Linked DNA regions of Bicyclus anynana: region 1 is linked to region 2. The links are chromatin contacts, called in public Hi-C maps. All regions are on one chromosome and are shown on one strand. The core of a region is the stretch at or near the end of the contact, and the rest is flanking DNA. Distances in the headings are between cores, read along the strand shown. Region 1 holds the start of LOC112050044 (eukaryotic initiation factor 4A). Region 2 overlaps LOC112050048.

Evidence for each region. Hi-C and Micro-C count contacts between places; a contact is called where the count stands out from the background.
Region 1: a Hi-C map of whole larva shows a contact between it and region 2, with 6 times the contacts expected there. The contact joins the promoter of LOC112050044 here to the enhancer-like site in region 2. A contact is called at or near these places in 2 of 2 Hi-C or Micro-C datasets (whole body and whole larva).

What each region holds. Positions count from the first base shown.
Region 1 is chr3:7,298,957-7,305,559 of ilBicAnyn1.1, forward strand. LOC112050044 (eukaryotic initiation factor 4A) reads left to right here and starts at 4,061. Exons shown (of 8, transcript XR_002887128.2): 1 at 4,061-4,289; 2 at 4,737-5,115; 3 at 5,262-5,476; 4 at 5,748-5,895. LOC112050049 (profilin) reads right to left here and starts at 2,121. Exons shown (of 4, transcript XM_024088173.2): 1 at 1,906-2,121. The coding sequence starts at 2,016.
Region 2 is chr3:7,248,128-7,254,968 of ilBicAnyn1.1, forward strand. LOC112050048 reads left to right here. Exons shown (of 15, transcript XM_024088172.2): 13 at 2,711-2,898. Among protein-coding and RNA genes, the nearest start is that of LOC112050049, 50 kb to the right of the region's middle. Within about 2 kb of position 5,209, at least 8 of the 8 cell types and tissues checked have open chromatin away from gene starts, as enhancers often do.

The DNA.
Region 1 (6,603 bases), core at 2,811-5,310, 50 kb after region 2:
GTGATGAGCATGGGTGTTTTCCAGTGTCTGTGTGTATTTATACATTTAAGTAAGTATGTAAGTATTTATATGTAGTATATAATTGTATATTAATATTATAATATCAACTATCCTAGCACCCATAACACAAGCTACTCTGTATGCTTACTTTGGGGCTAGATAGTGATGTGTATTGTTCAAGTATATTTATTTATATAAAAAAAAAAAAAAAAAAAAAAAAAAAAAGTATATTGTATGTATTCAGCAATCAGAGAATAAAGGCTATTTTTATTTTATTTTATTTTTATTTTTTATTTAATTTAACTAACATCAAAGACATATTTCAGTTGTTTTGATTTTAACACAAAATTTCTTGACCAATTTTCATGAAAATTAAATTATGGAAGTAAACTCTTATCAAAGAAAAAAATATTTATAAAATTGGTTAATGAATGACAAAGCTATGAGGTAACAAACATTAAATAAAAAAAAGAACATATGCTTAAAATTGAAAATTTCCTCCTTTTATGAAGTTGGTTAATTAGCTTATTTTTAATTACAAAAATTAAAGTATGCACCAAACTTTATCTCCTTTCTAAAATATTTTATTACTAAAAAATGGTAAATAGTATAACAATTGAATGTAAAATATGAGATTTAGGAATTTTCAAGATATCACATCACACCTATGGGTAGGTAAGGTGTTGAAGTGTTTTTGAGTCTTGGTACATTGACTATCTTCAAAATGTAAAATATACAGGAACTGCTAACTTTAACTGACTATCACAATGACAAAAACGTAAATATCTGCTAGTCCATTCTATAGATGTAACATTAGATTTTTCGATTATTTAAAATAAAAAAAACACCATTAGAAAGCCACATTTTATCTAATATGATTTATGTTTTATCCCTTTATTTAGAAGAGAATGGGAATTTCTTATAAATCATCTTTCAAAAAACTAATATTTTATTATTATTTATTTATTCTTTACAAGTTAGCCCTTGACTACAATCTCACCTGATGGTAAGTGATGATGCAGTCTAAGATGGAAGCGGGCTAACTTGTTAGGAGGAGGATGAAAATCCACACCCCTTTCGGTTTCTACACGGCATCGTACCGGAACGCTAAATCGCTTGGCGGTACGTCTTTGCCGATAGGGTGGTAACTAGCCACGGCCGACAGACCTGGACAAATTAAGAAAATCTCAATCTGCCCAGCCGGGGATCGAACCCAGGACCTCCGTTTTGTAAATCCACCGCGCATACCACTGCGCCACGGAGGCCGTCAAATTTGTCAAATTTATTAATTTATTGCTTATGTAGATTAAATATTATTTAGTGTACTGGCTACAGATTTGTCACTGATACTTTAAATTAACATCAATTACATTCAGGGATTGGGGCTTAACGAAAAAATCAATAATTTCACTTCAATTTGAATTTTAGTGATGAGTCATAGGATAACAGACGAAATTCATTCCTATTAATATCAAGAGATACTTTAGAGCTAGATATCGTAAGAATGGCTGGGTGGTGTATTTAATAGTGAAATATTTTAGGAATATATCTGTCAAAGGCGTCGGCGACGTGTGACCGTGACCAAGTACCGGCCGGCAATTCTTATCAACAGTCAAATACAAAGCTTATGTTCCATTATAGTTGTCCAATTTCTCAGAAGTCCTGATAACGTTTTTTGCAATTGACCCTAAACAGATTAATTAACACGTAAAAGGGCTTAATTCGAATCCAATCTCAGCAAGATTGCTAGCACATGTCGCCATCTTGTCAACTTGCCGGATTCGTCATCCATCCATAATTCAACCTCTAGGGCACTTAGCACAAAGAACCACACATAAACTCAGTTCCACAAAGAAAAATTTGAGTAATTTCACTAGCCACTTATTTATATAACAAGAAACTTACATCGAAGCCTTCCGACTTGGCCCAGACATTTCCGTCGTGACCGGCAATCGCAGCTTTAGAAACACATCTGGATGCAATTAACTGTTTATCGACATAATCTTGCCAGCTCATTTTGATTGAGTTCTTTATAAATTAAAACTAAACTTTTCTAAACCACAATCTAGACCTCGCAACGAGCTAACGCTCCACACGAACAAAAAGCACTGCCGTTTCAAAATGGCAGCGCACTCAACACGACAGGAAGTTCAATGCTACCAACCTTCAGATCTTTACAATGCGTTCATTATAATTTCTAACTTAACTTATGTCAGCTGCTGACGATCAAGTAATCTCACATGCCTGCAGCACTAACGGCTTAACGTCCGATAAAACTGATTGCGTGTTGGTCGCGATGTGCATGACATCATGCCGATTGCAACATAAAAAGTAGAGAAGTTTTTTCCAGGAGTACATTTATAACACCTCTTACTAACGTAACGTTATTATTTACAGAGTTACTTACACATTTACAATTTTAGCATGGATTTATATACTATAAAAAGCGGACCCGGTCCAGCTTCACTTTAATCTATGTGCACTTCTTCTCTACCCCTACCCTACCCTACTCCCATCCTACACCTTCCGTACCCTACCCTACTCCCATCCAACATGTACCCTACACTACACTACTCCTATCCTACTCCTACACTACTCCCATCCAACACCTACCCTACCCTACCCTACTCCTACTCTACCCACCACTACCGGACCTCTTCCCTACCCTTAAAAATCCTACCCACCCCGCTACTATTACGAATCGTTTGTATAGGATAGGAGTACAGTGTTATTTTTAGACTTCTTTTATTTATTGTCATTTTTATATAACACAAATCTTGTTCTAACAATAACGAATACATAAAACCCAGAAATATCCAATTACATACATTTCGAAGATCCATTTTTATTTACATAGATATTCTTAAACATAATGTACCAATTTAAATATTTTTAAATTTCACTTTTAATATTTTTAATTAATTAATACACAACTCTACAAAAAAAAACAATATTTTTCTTATTTTTTACTGCCCATATCTCTACGCGCGTTTCTGGCAGTGCAGTCGACTTGATCGTCGGTTGCAAGCGTTACAATTCATAAATTGATAATGTTTGCGAATGTAAAAAATAAACGATGTATACTGTAACAACAAATACATATTTAAATATTTATTAGTTGTAGTTTTATTAGTCGCTACAACAAATAAATATTTAAATATTTATTTGCTGTAGCGATCTTTATAAGCTACGTTCCAGTAGCTTTTCCCGTTCCATATGCTTGCTAGCGTTGCAATCATAAACTCTATTTCGCAAGTAAATTAGAATACTATATTTAGCAAACTCAGATCTGGATTAAAAAAATAAGATAACCAATGTTTAACAAAGGGTAGATTCACAATATTTGTCAGGATAATAGGGATGGCAACTGTCAAAGTGGCGTTTATAAATGGTTAATTTATAGCAGGTTTTTGTATGGGAAAAATTAGAAAATAATTATAATGACGTTCTGTGCTGTTCCAAAATACAAATCAATTGGATTACTTACATAGAATTATACGTCCTGATTCACTCAGGTCACGGTTACCCCCTCCCGAATGGCCCTCTAAGCCGAGGTCCGAGTCTCATGGGAAACGCCCTTGGAGAGTCGTTCCGTCCCCTATCTTTCTTTCAGCCTTCGGGTCTCATCAGGCGATGCTCTTGCGCTCGGTGACGCAGTAGTGGTTCCGTAGGGAGCTATCGGCACCTACTCAGATTTAGCTAGTTAATTCATGTCGACCGTCTTTCTGGGTTCTTCGGAATCATAAAGGGGGTTTGGTTTTCTATTCTATTCTATTATTGCTATCGCTATCGCTCGGTCCAGCCGTTTAGCCATGAAAAGGTAACAGATAGACAGACATACTTACGTTCGCATTTATAATATTAGTATGGATTATGGAACGGTTCTATGAGTATTTTGGTGTATGGACGTTCTGATTGCCAAGTGAAACGTAGCCATATAGCCGCGTTCAACTTTAATTTCTTGAAGTTTATAGACAATATTATATAATCTGTACAATAATCTATAATATACTCTGTTCCAGAGCTGCGGCTTCTACTTCCGTAAGCCGTCGTTTTATTTCCAATAATTTTAGTATTACTCATCTTCGTGTTCAAAAGGATCCTAGTTAAATTTGAAGTGCTTAATAATTTTGTTATATTATTTTAAAATTCATATAATACAGTCACGTACATTAATTAAATATTTCTTGTTCTAATAAAAAAAGCTTTTGCTAAACTTAACTTGACCTTGCTAGTTCTTTTCCGTTCAGCTACCGCGATTGGAACATGTCTTATTCACCTGAAAGAAGGTAAGTTACGTTTTTTGTGTTAATAAGCCTTGTGTTTAATTGAAGTTTATGAAAGAAATTACGTGTTATTGATCAAATTTGTATATAATTTTCCGTAATAGTGGTTTTCAAGCCATTTCATTAAATACTGTATATTCTGCACGATCTCGGATTGCCAACATGGCGCTGGAAGAATAGTATTCCTAGTCCGGCTTTGTGCACGTGTTTTGCTAATGTATTTTAAACTTTATGACCGTAACCTTTGCATTAGTTAATATAGAGTTTGTAATTTAATTTCTGACATACTTTTAATGATTTCAACAAAGGGCGTATAGCTTATTCAACGAAATGTCATTTGACAGTTGTACTCTAATGATTTTTGCCTATTCATTAGGTGTAACTTGCGATGGCGCACTAACATGGTTCTACATATATTATTAGAAGTGATGTATTATTATTGATTTTCAGATCGGAGGATTGGCCGGAGGATCCTAAAAATGGGCCGTCGAAGGATCAAGTCAGCTTCGATGGACCCCCGGGCTTGGAACCCGGCGGCGCGCTCGACACAAACTGGCATGAGGTCGTGGAAAGCTTTGATGACATGAAGCTGAAAGAAGAGCTTTTGAGAGGAATTTACGCCTACGGTTTTGAAAAGCCTTCGGCCATCCAGCAACGCGCGATTATGCCTTGCATCCAGGGCCGCGACGTTATAGCTCAAGCCCAGTCGGGAACTGGCAAAACTGCCACTTTCTCTATTTCTATTCTACAGCAAATTGACACCACTGTTCGCGAGTGTCAAGCTCTTATTTTAGCCCCAACTAGAGAGTTGGCCCAACAGATCCAGAAGGTAACACTTCATTATTTTTTGTGATTACTTTTATTGATTGGTTTCAAAAGTAAATATGAATGATGAAAGTTATGATGAAGTTTTTATATTCAATGATTTGAAGATGTTTGCTGGTTACAGCTCACAAACATAACTTTAAATTTTAGGTGGTGATAGCTCTCGGCGATCACTTGAATGCCAAATGCCATGCTTGTATTGGTGGTACTAACGTGCGTGAAGATATCCGCCAGTTGGAGAGCGGTGTTCACGTGGTAGTGGGCACCCCTGGCCGCGTGTACGATATGATAACTCGCCGCGCTCTCCGTGCCAATACAATCAAGTTGTTTGTGCTTGATGAAGCTGATGAGATGTTGTCCAGAGGGTATGTATCAACATTATCAGCATATTTTATAGTATAGACCCCTTAGAGATTAGACATGCAACACTTTCAATGCAAATTATTGGGTTATAGGGATATATGTATATTTCTGTGTATAACTTTTGAAATTTACAATAATATAATGTCATGTACTTATTTTTTGACTCAATCTTTTAAAGCTGATTCAATTAACACCAAATCGGTCAATTTGTGTATTTATATTGAAAATGTTAGTGAGTTATACATTTTACTTACACACAACTCAACATTTCAGGTTCAAGGATCAAATTCACGATGTATTCAAGATGCTGTCTGCGGATGTGCAGGTCATTCTGCTGTCAGCTACTATGCCAGATGATGTGCTGGAGGTGTCCAGGTGTTTCATGAGGGAGCCTATTCGCATCCTTGTGCAAAAGGAAGAGGTGAATACTCATTCATCCTATCTATACTAATATTTTAAATGCGAAAGTAAGTCTGTCTGTCTGTCTGTCTGTTAGGAACCTTTTAAACAGCTAAATGGCTGAACTGATTAAGATGAATTTTGGTAAAGGGAATGGTAAATGGGATCTTGGAGCAAAACATAGGGTAAAATAAAAAAATAGAAGGGGATGAAATAGGGGTTGAAAACTTGTATGAAAAGCTCTTCATTTTTAGAGTTGTAGTTTTAAAAAATTGTTCATAAATTGAAAAAAAATACAAGATATACGTGATTCAAGACTTTAAAAAAGATCCTAAAGTGGTGAAATAGGTGTTGAAAGTTTACATTGTTTTCCAAACAACTTCCAAACTTTGTTGTTTGACAAAGACGCTGGGGTCCACTAATACAGTGCTTGCCACAAATATTTGTGTTTGTGAAGTTAGCACAAATGACTGCGCAATAAATCTATAACGGTATAAATGGCGCGGGCGGGGAGTGTTTGCGTTTGCACGAATGTGCATTCTGCGCATTAATCATTCTGCAGCTAACTTCACAAACATAAAGATCTGTGGCGAGCATTGTATGTACTATAAATGCCAAAGTTTGTATGTATGGGTGTTTGTTACTCTTACAAAAACTGTTGATTGAATTTGGCTGAGTAATAAAGATATAAATTATACCCTGGAATAACATAGGCAAATTTCTGACCTGG
Region 2 (6,841 bases), core at 3,959-6,458:
ACTTACAGGCTAATACAATACATTTCAGTTTGAGAGTACAAAAATAGTAAAAATAATAGTGCTAACAAATAAACAATAAGAATTTTAACGTGTTATACACAATACACAATTTACCTAGTTGATTTCGAATTTCGATCCAATCTGCCCATGTCATGAAAGTAGCAAATAAATTATGTATTGTAATTTACTTTTGAGATGCTTATTAACAAAGCTTTAAGAACGAAAAAAATAAGAAAATGTGTTTTTAAATTACAGCTTCAGTATTTTAAATATGATCAAACAAAGACACAGTTTTGAACAGACGATAGACGATAGACGACGACGACGATCTTACTTTGACAAACGGAGGGATTTTCATTCGATACGCATATACGAGTGTATTTTTGTCTATGCTCAATAGATGAATGATTCCCGTAATGCTCACGGGGACGTCAGGTCTGCTGGCCTATTCATTATTTTGGTTTTTATTATCAACCTATTGAAGTGGCAAACAAAGTGTCATCTACATACTATATGATATCCACCGTGAGAACCGGATGACATTTGTAATTTGTATCATAGTATGTGGATGACATTTTGTCAATTGATTTGTTTTTTATTTTGATGGATTGATAATAAAGACCAAAATAGGAAATAGGCCAACTGATCACACGAAACACATCGGACCGGTCCCATCCTCTAAGTAAAGTAGGGCGTATCTAGTGAATATGAGACTCGGACCTTGGAATTTAAATAGAAATAACCTTGTTTTTAGTTCTGTGGACCTCACCTTAGCGAATAGAGTATCCAGGAGACGTTAGCGTTATGTTCCGTTACGCTCTTCTAGCCCTCACCTCGACTCTGTCAGAGCTTCTACACTCTCCCAAACACTCCAGTGACACACAGTCAAAAACAGCATCTATTCCGTCACTCTCATAGTCTGATTCAACTGCATAGGGTTACAACCTAAATCGTATAGAGATATAGTCAAAACCTTTACAGATGAACATAAAATTGGTTTTTAAAAATAATTTTATTTCATATACAAAATTTACATTGATTTTAAAAATACATAAAAGCTGACCGAAATTAAAACCAAAAATCAAAAAAAATATATATAAATAAGAATGAAAGCAGAACTAGAATTAAAATCAGAAACGCAGAAAACTACGCAACATCTTTTTGCAACAGTGTTTTGTAGATATTCAGAAAAGTATATTTCTTTGTGAGTTGTGACAATAAACTTTAAGATTTACACATTCTTTATTTATACCTACTCGTAGTAGGTAAAATAAATTTAAGAGCATAAATTATGCTTTGCACGAGTCACACGCCTCTAGCACACCGCTCGCATCATAAATATACATTCATGGATGTTTGCAACAATGTTTAACATCCGGCCTTTACATTTTCCTACAAAGTCCTTAGTAATCTTCCTACTGAGCGCCTATAGCATTTTATAAACTATTAGATTAGATCACTATTCAATGAATAAAACTTTCTCGTCTTTTCCATTCTAATTACTCGTACTCTTTGATTCAAAGCTCGTATATGATATTCCCATCCGGGGACACAACACTCGAGGCATGGCATAGGAGCGTGGTGGTTCTGTTCTTAAAAACGTAACTATTAATTACCTTGCTAAGGAATTAGGGCCATTTTGTTGTCGAGTCATGTCTACAAGTAGTTCTCGAGAGTCGCCTCGAGAGTTTAGGAATCGCCTCGTCATAGGTATACTCCGAGCCTCCCGAACAAGCCGGTTTCCGAGCAGGCTTTAGTACCATAGACCACATCCGTACCCGTAGTATAACCCGTCACTTTGCTTAGCGTTTGTGGACTATGAGAAAGCCTTCAATTCGGTGAAAATGGCTGTGCTGAGGACTTTTCAGAAACGCCGAATGGGCTACAGTAACATCCAAGTGTTAAGATGTTTATACAAAAGCTCCACTATGTCAGTCCGATACAGGATCAGACAACGAGGCCAATCCAATTGCAGCGAGGAGCGAAGCAGGGAGATGTAATATCCCCGAAGCTATTTACTGCTGCATTGGAAGACGTCTTTAAGCTTCTGGACTAGAACAAATTTGGCATCAACGTCAATGCCGAGTACATCACTCAACTACGGTTTGCCGATGATGTGGTCATTATGGCAGAGACTCTGGATAATCTTAGTACGATCAACGATCTCAGCAAAATTTCTCAACTACCTACCTTACCTACCTTACCTAACCTAAAAATTAACATAAGTAAGACGAAGATCATGTCTAACGCTCATGTACGGCTCCACCCAGTTATTATTGAGTGAGAGTCCTCTATGCGCTAGGTATGTATATTCGTCTACAATTTCGAGCGCAGAAAGAAAAGAAATAAAACTTCTTGAAATTGGACCTACCTAACTGGATTGTGTAGTCCAGTTAGGTAGGTCCAATTTCAAGAAGGAGATGATCCGTTAAATCCGAGACTTGGTAGAAGTGATTACTTTATTAGAAGGCTCAGTAACTTTGAGAGCCTAATTTAATAAAGTAATCACTGCATCAGCGGAGCGAGTTATCCTTGTAGTTTCTCTGCGAGATCGGATCAGAATTAATGAGGAGATCTAGTAAAATGTACAAGATTTTTAGTACATTTTTCATTTCTGTATCGTTCTGAAAAGTGGGCCCAATTTCGGACATCTCTGTTTACGTAAAGGAAATGAAAGTTTTGTGGTATTATTATTAACTTTTTGTTACAGGCCGGCTTCAACAGAGCACCTCGATAGAATAACAACATCGTCGAAGATAGCGGCGGACATCCCGGTACAGTGGGAAAACTCTGCCGCACGCAAGCCGCTGACGCTGCCGCCGAATTTGACGCCGAAGTTCTTCCAAAAGTCTCCAAGAGAAGCCCTACGAAGAGTTACAAGTCTATTAATACGAAAAGGTAAGCGTTAGATAATTTTTTCTATCGTAATTTAAAATAAGCAATTTAGGAACAAGTATTATTCCAAAATAATTTCCATTTCACAACTTTTCAGTTGTGTGCATTTTAAAAAATTAAATATCACGTGTCTCAAACGGTGAAGGAAAACATCTTGAGGCTTTCCTCAACCTGCACACCAGATAATTTCTTGATTCTCTGCGTGTGTGAAGTCTACCAATCCGCATTGGGCCAGCGTGGTGGACTACTGGCTTAAGCTCTTTCATTCTGAGAGGAGACTCAAGCTCAGCAGAGAGACGAATATGGGTTGATAACGAATTTCCAAAGATCCTGGTGATTATGATTGATGAAGGTTTTTTTAACTTGGCTGTTATTTTGGTACATTGATTACTTTTGTAATTAAACCAGATGTGCTATTATAAATAGTACCTATCTTGAATAATATGATATGTAATATTTATATTTATACTAATATTATAAAGAGGTAAAGTATGTGGTTTTGTAGAGAGTAATCTCTGGATCTACTAAACCGATTTTGATGACGGAAGGAAACTTGTTAGGGGGAGGATGAAAATCCACACCCCTTTCGGTTACGACACGACATCGTACCGAAACCCAGGACCTCCATATTGTAAATCCACCGCGCATACCACTGTGCCACGGAGGCCGTCGTAGTAGTAATATGTAGTACATAATCGTTAATACATACAAGTACATGACTGACTAGATGAGATATTCATATGATTAATTGGTTCGTACGGTCATGCCACTCCCACCAATCTCGTCAGACTAACCAAATAAATGATGGCAAAATGTATAATAAGATCTCACGTCATCGTATTACTACTCGCTGATATGCGTCGATGCCGAATTCTTTCCATACGCTATTTAAAATACCTACCTATCGCCCACATTTGTTTCTTGATTGTATTAAATCCGCTTCAAATGGATGTTTACTTTGACTATATATAGTTCTACTAATAATTTTTAGATTTTTTGAAATGCACTCTGCAACCTGACCACCGGTTGCTTGGACACACAAGTGTTCCACAACGGGAGTGCTGGATTTTTTTTTACTTCTCTATAGCAATCTAATAGTGTTGCGTGTTTTGTATTATATTTTGTACTTATAAAAGTATAAACATTGTTAAATTAAAAAAAGAAGTGTAAGTAAATAAATGGGAGATTTAAAAAAATGGTTAAACAATGACCTCGCAATTTTGAATTTTTCCAACTGTCACGCCGCAGCCCGCAAACTGTAAAGTCTGTGACTCTATGGCGATCATTAGTGTCACTCTCCACAAATAGATGGCGCTACCGTACACATTCTTAGCGGTCTAGTAGGATTATTTTATTTTATCAGAATATTGTTTCACATTTTTATTTATGTTATCGTGACATACATTTGAACGTAAATATACGCAGTATAGTATAATGTACATTACATTCAATCCACGCTTGCAACGGTACCCTACCTTACACTTATTTAATAGGTGCAAGACGTAGGCAATAAAAAAGCACAATTTGGGTATTTTTAAATTCTACCACATATATGTAATCAATAATTTATAATTTTATATATTTGGAAATTACGATCCGTATCAAATATTAATAGTTCCTTCGTAAGCACCGCGGTAAATTATTTTTATAAATTAATATAAAATTCTAAATTAGTGGCCCTAAGGTGGGAATCGAACCCAGGACCTTGTTGAGAACATATTATCACTACTAACTTGTACCAGAGAGGTCGTCGACATAATCAGTGGCGGCTTTACAAATTTTCCGCCAGTAGGCTATAAGTAGGTACATAATACCCTACTACTACTAGGCCCCTACTAGTATATTTTATAGCGATTTAGTAATTTTTCATATAGGTAGTATACCTGAAGGTGCTAGTGTTTAGTAACAATGCAGATGCTAGAGTGTCACGAAAACCAAGACTTGTATTCTCTATGCATACTATGTTTTTTCATTATTTCTGTAAGATGAACATTTTTGGTCCCAATTTGCCGCCCCTAAAATGTGCCGCCTTAGGCTCCAGCCCATTATACTGCTGGTAAATCCACCACTGCGACTTAGGTATGTAGTTACTTATAGTACACAGCAAACCATTTGTGGATTCAAATATGTGCCTAATGTTATTGTTCCAATCTAAATAATAAGCCTACGCGTCCGTCCCGCGGAACAATAACACAATTTAAGGCGCTAACAATCGTTTGGAGGACCTCAAAAGTTCGGCTGCACAATAGCATCCAGTACACAATAGCGATTCAGTTACCTGCGACATCAATATGTGCATAATAGTCCGCGTGCAGTGAATCAGCCGGCGCCGTCAGTCCCCTGCCGGCTTCTCGTGACTCACCCGAGCGCGAGGGAGGATGTCAGTACACCATCTACTTATCTATCTACAAGTATACTTACTTTAATAAAAGAGTGGGAATTGAATGTCTGTACTGTATTTAAATTGGCATTAATTTAATTGGTGCTATAGAAGAGTAGCGAAGTACAAAAATTTTTTTTTTTTTTATTATTCTACGTAAATATTTAACGGATTTTCATGTAGCTTACACAGTAGATAGCAATAAAGGTTAATCGGGAGTATTTCGCATACTTTCAAGGTGTTCAAAAATATTTATAAATACATAATCACACGAAGTCATAAGCGCCATGTCACGTTTTCAATTTCACACGATGTTACGTTTTGTGCATCATAGACAATACGATCATGATTTGACGAGGATATAGATGTTAATTGATCTTATTTTAACGCATTAATTAATTTAACATCAGCAAACGCGCATCAGCCCTTATTATTGATAAAGACACTAACTATAAAAAAAAAACATAAAAATAAAGTCAAAGTCTAAATTTATTTATTAAAAATAGGCTTATTTAACAAGCTCTTTCGAAACGTCAGGTAATAATATTAAACTTAAGATAATAGTGATAATAATCATTCGAAAACTTAAAATTAAAGTTACGAGGGTTCCAAATGCGCCTTGGTCCGAGAAGAGCCCACAGCAAACTCAGCCAGGTTTATCCAAATATGAAATACAAGACACAAATAATAATTCTGTCCCAGTAAAAGATCATAAAACAAAGTTTAAACATCGAATTAAAGTGTTGTGTACAGAAAGCGTATGGTCACAAACCGGTCGCGACCAAAGATGGCAACCGGTCGGGCTTTGAGGCCGGCGGTCGCGGCGCCCTACATTGACCAGTCGGTACAACTACAATCCCACCTCTCATAGAAATGCTCATTACTCATATACCTACTACGTTGGGTTATAATCTTTAATCCGAATGATGTGCAACTTTCTCTGCAACACCTACTGTAAAAACTTTCATCGAGATTGAATTAGGTACACATACCTATTACTTCTCAGAAACAGTCGGAATTCTTTGGTACGGTGCCAAAACTCATTTAAGAGAGTAAAAAGTTTCACTCTATGTAAAAAGTAAACTAAAAATATTGTTAAGGTACAAATAAGACTGTTTTTCAATATTATGTGTTTCCTATTGGGAAATGGGAAATGTAGGGAGGTACAAAAGTCAAAAATCAAAACATCGTCTATCCTAATGTCGTCATGCAGTCATCGGCCTAAGAAACGCAATTGACATTTTAATTTAGGAACAAATTCATATAGCTTAAAAATACACGAAAGCACTGTTTTTGCACGGCCAATGTTTTTAAGTGCAACTTGTAAATTACACATAAATTATTAATTTTAATAATATTAACATTACATAACAACTAAAACAGTTAGGTTTATATATTATGCAATCAGTAACCTGCAGTCATTTTCCTTAGCCGGTTAAAAGGTAAACAACTCTAAAAAAAATTAATTCTAGAACACGTTTGTGAGTGACGCCCTTCGCATAGCGCTTAAAACGTTTTTACTGCGAAAAAATTAAACTGTAAATGGAAGTAAATATTAATAAAAAA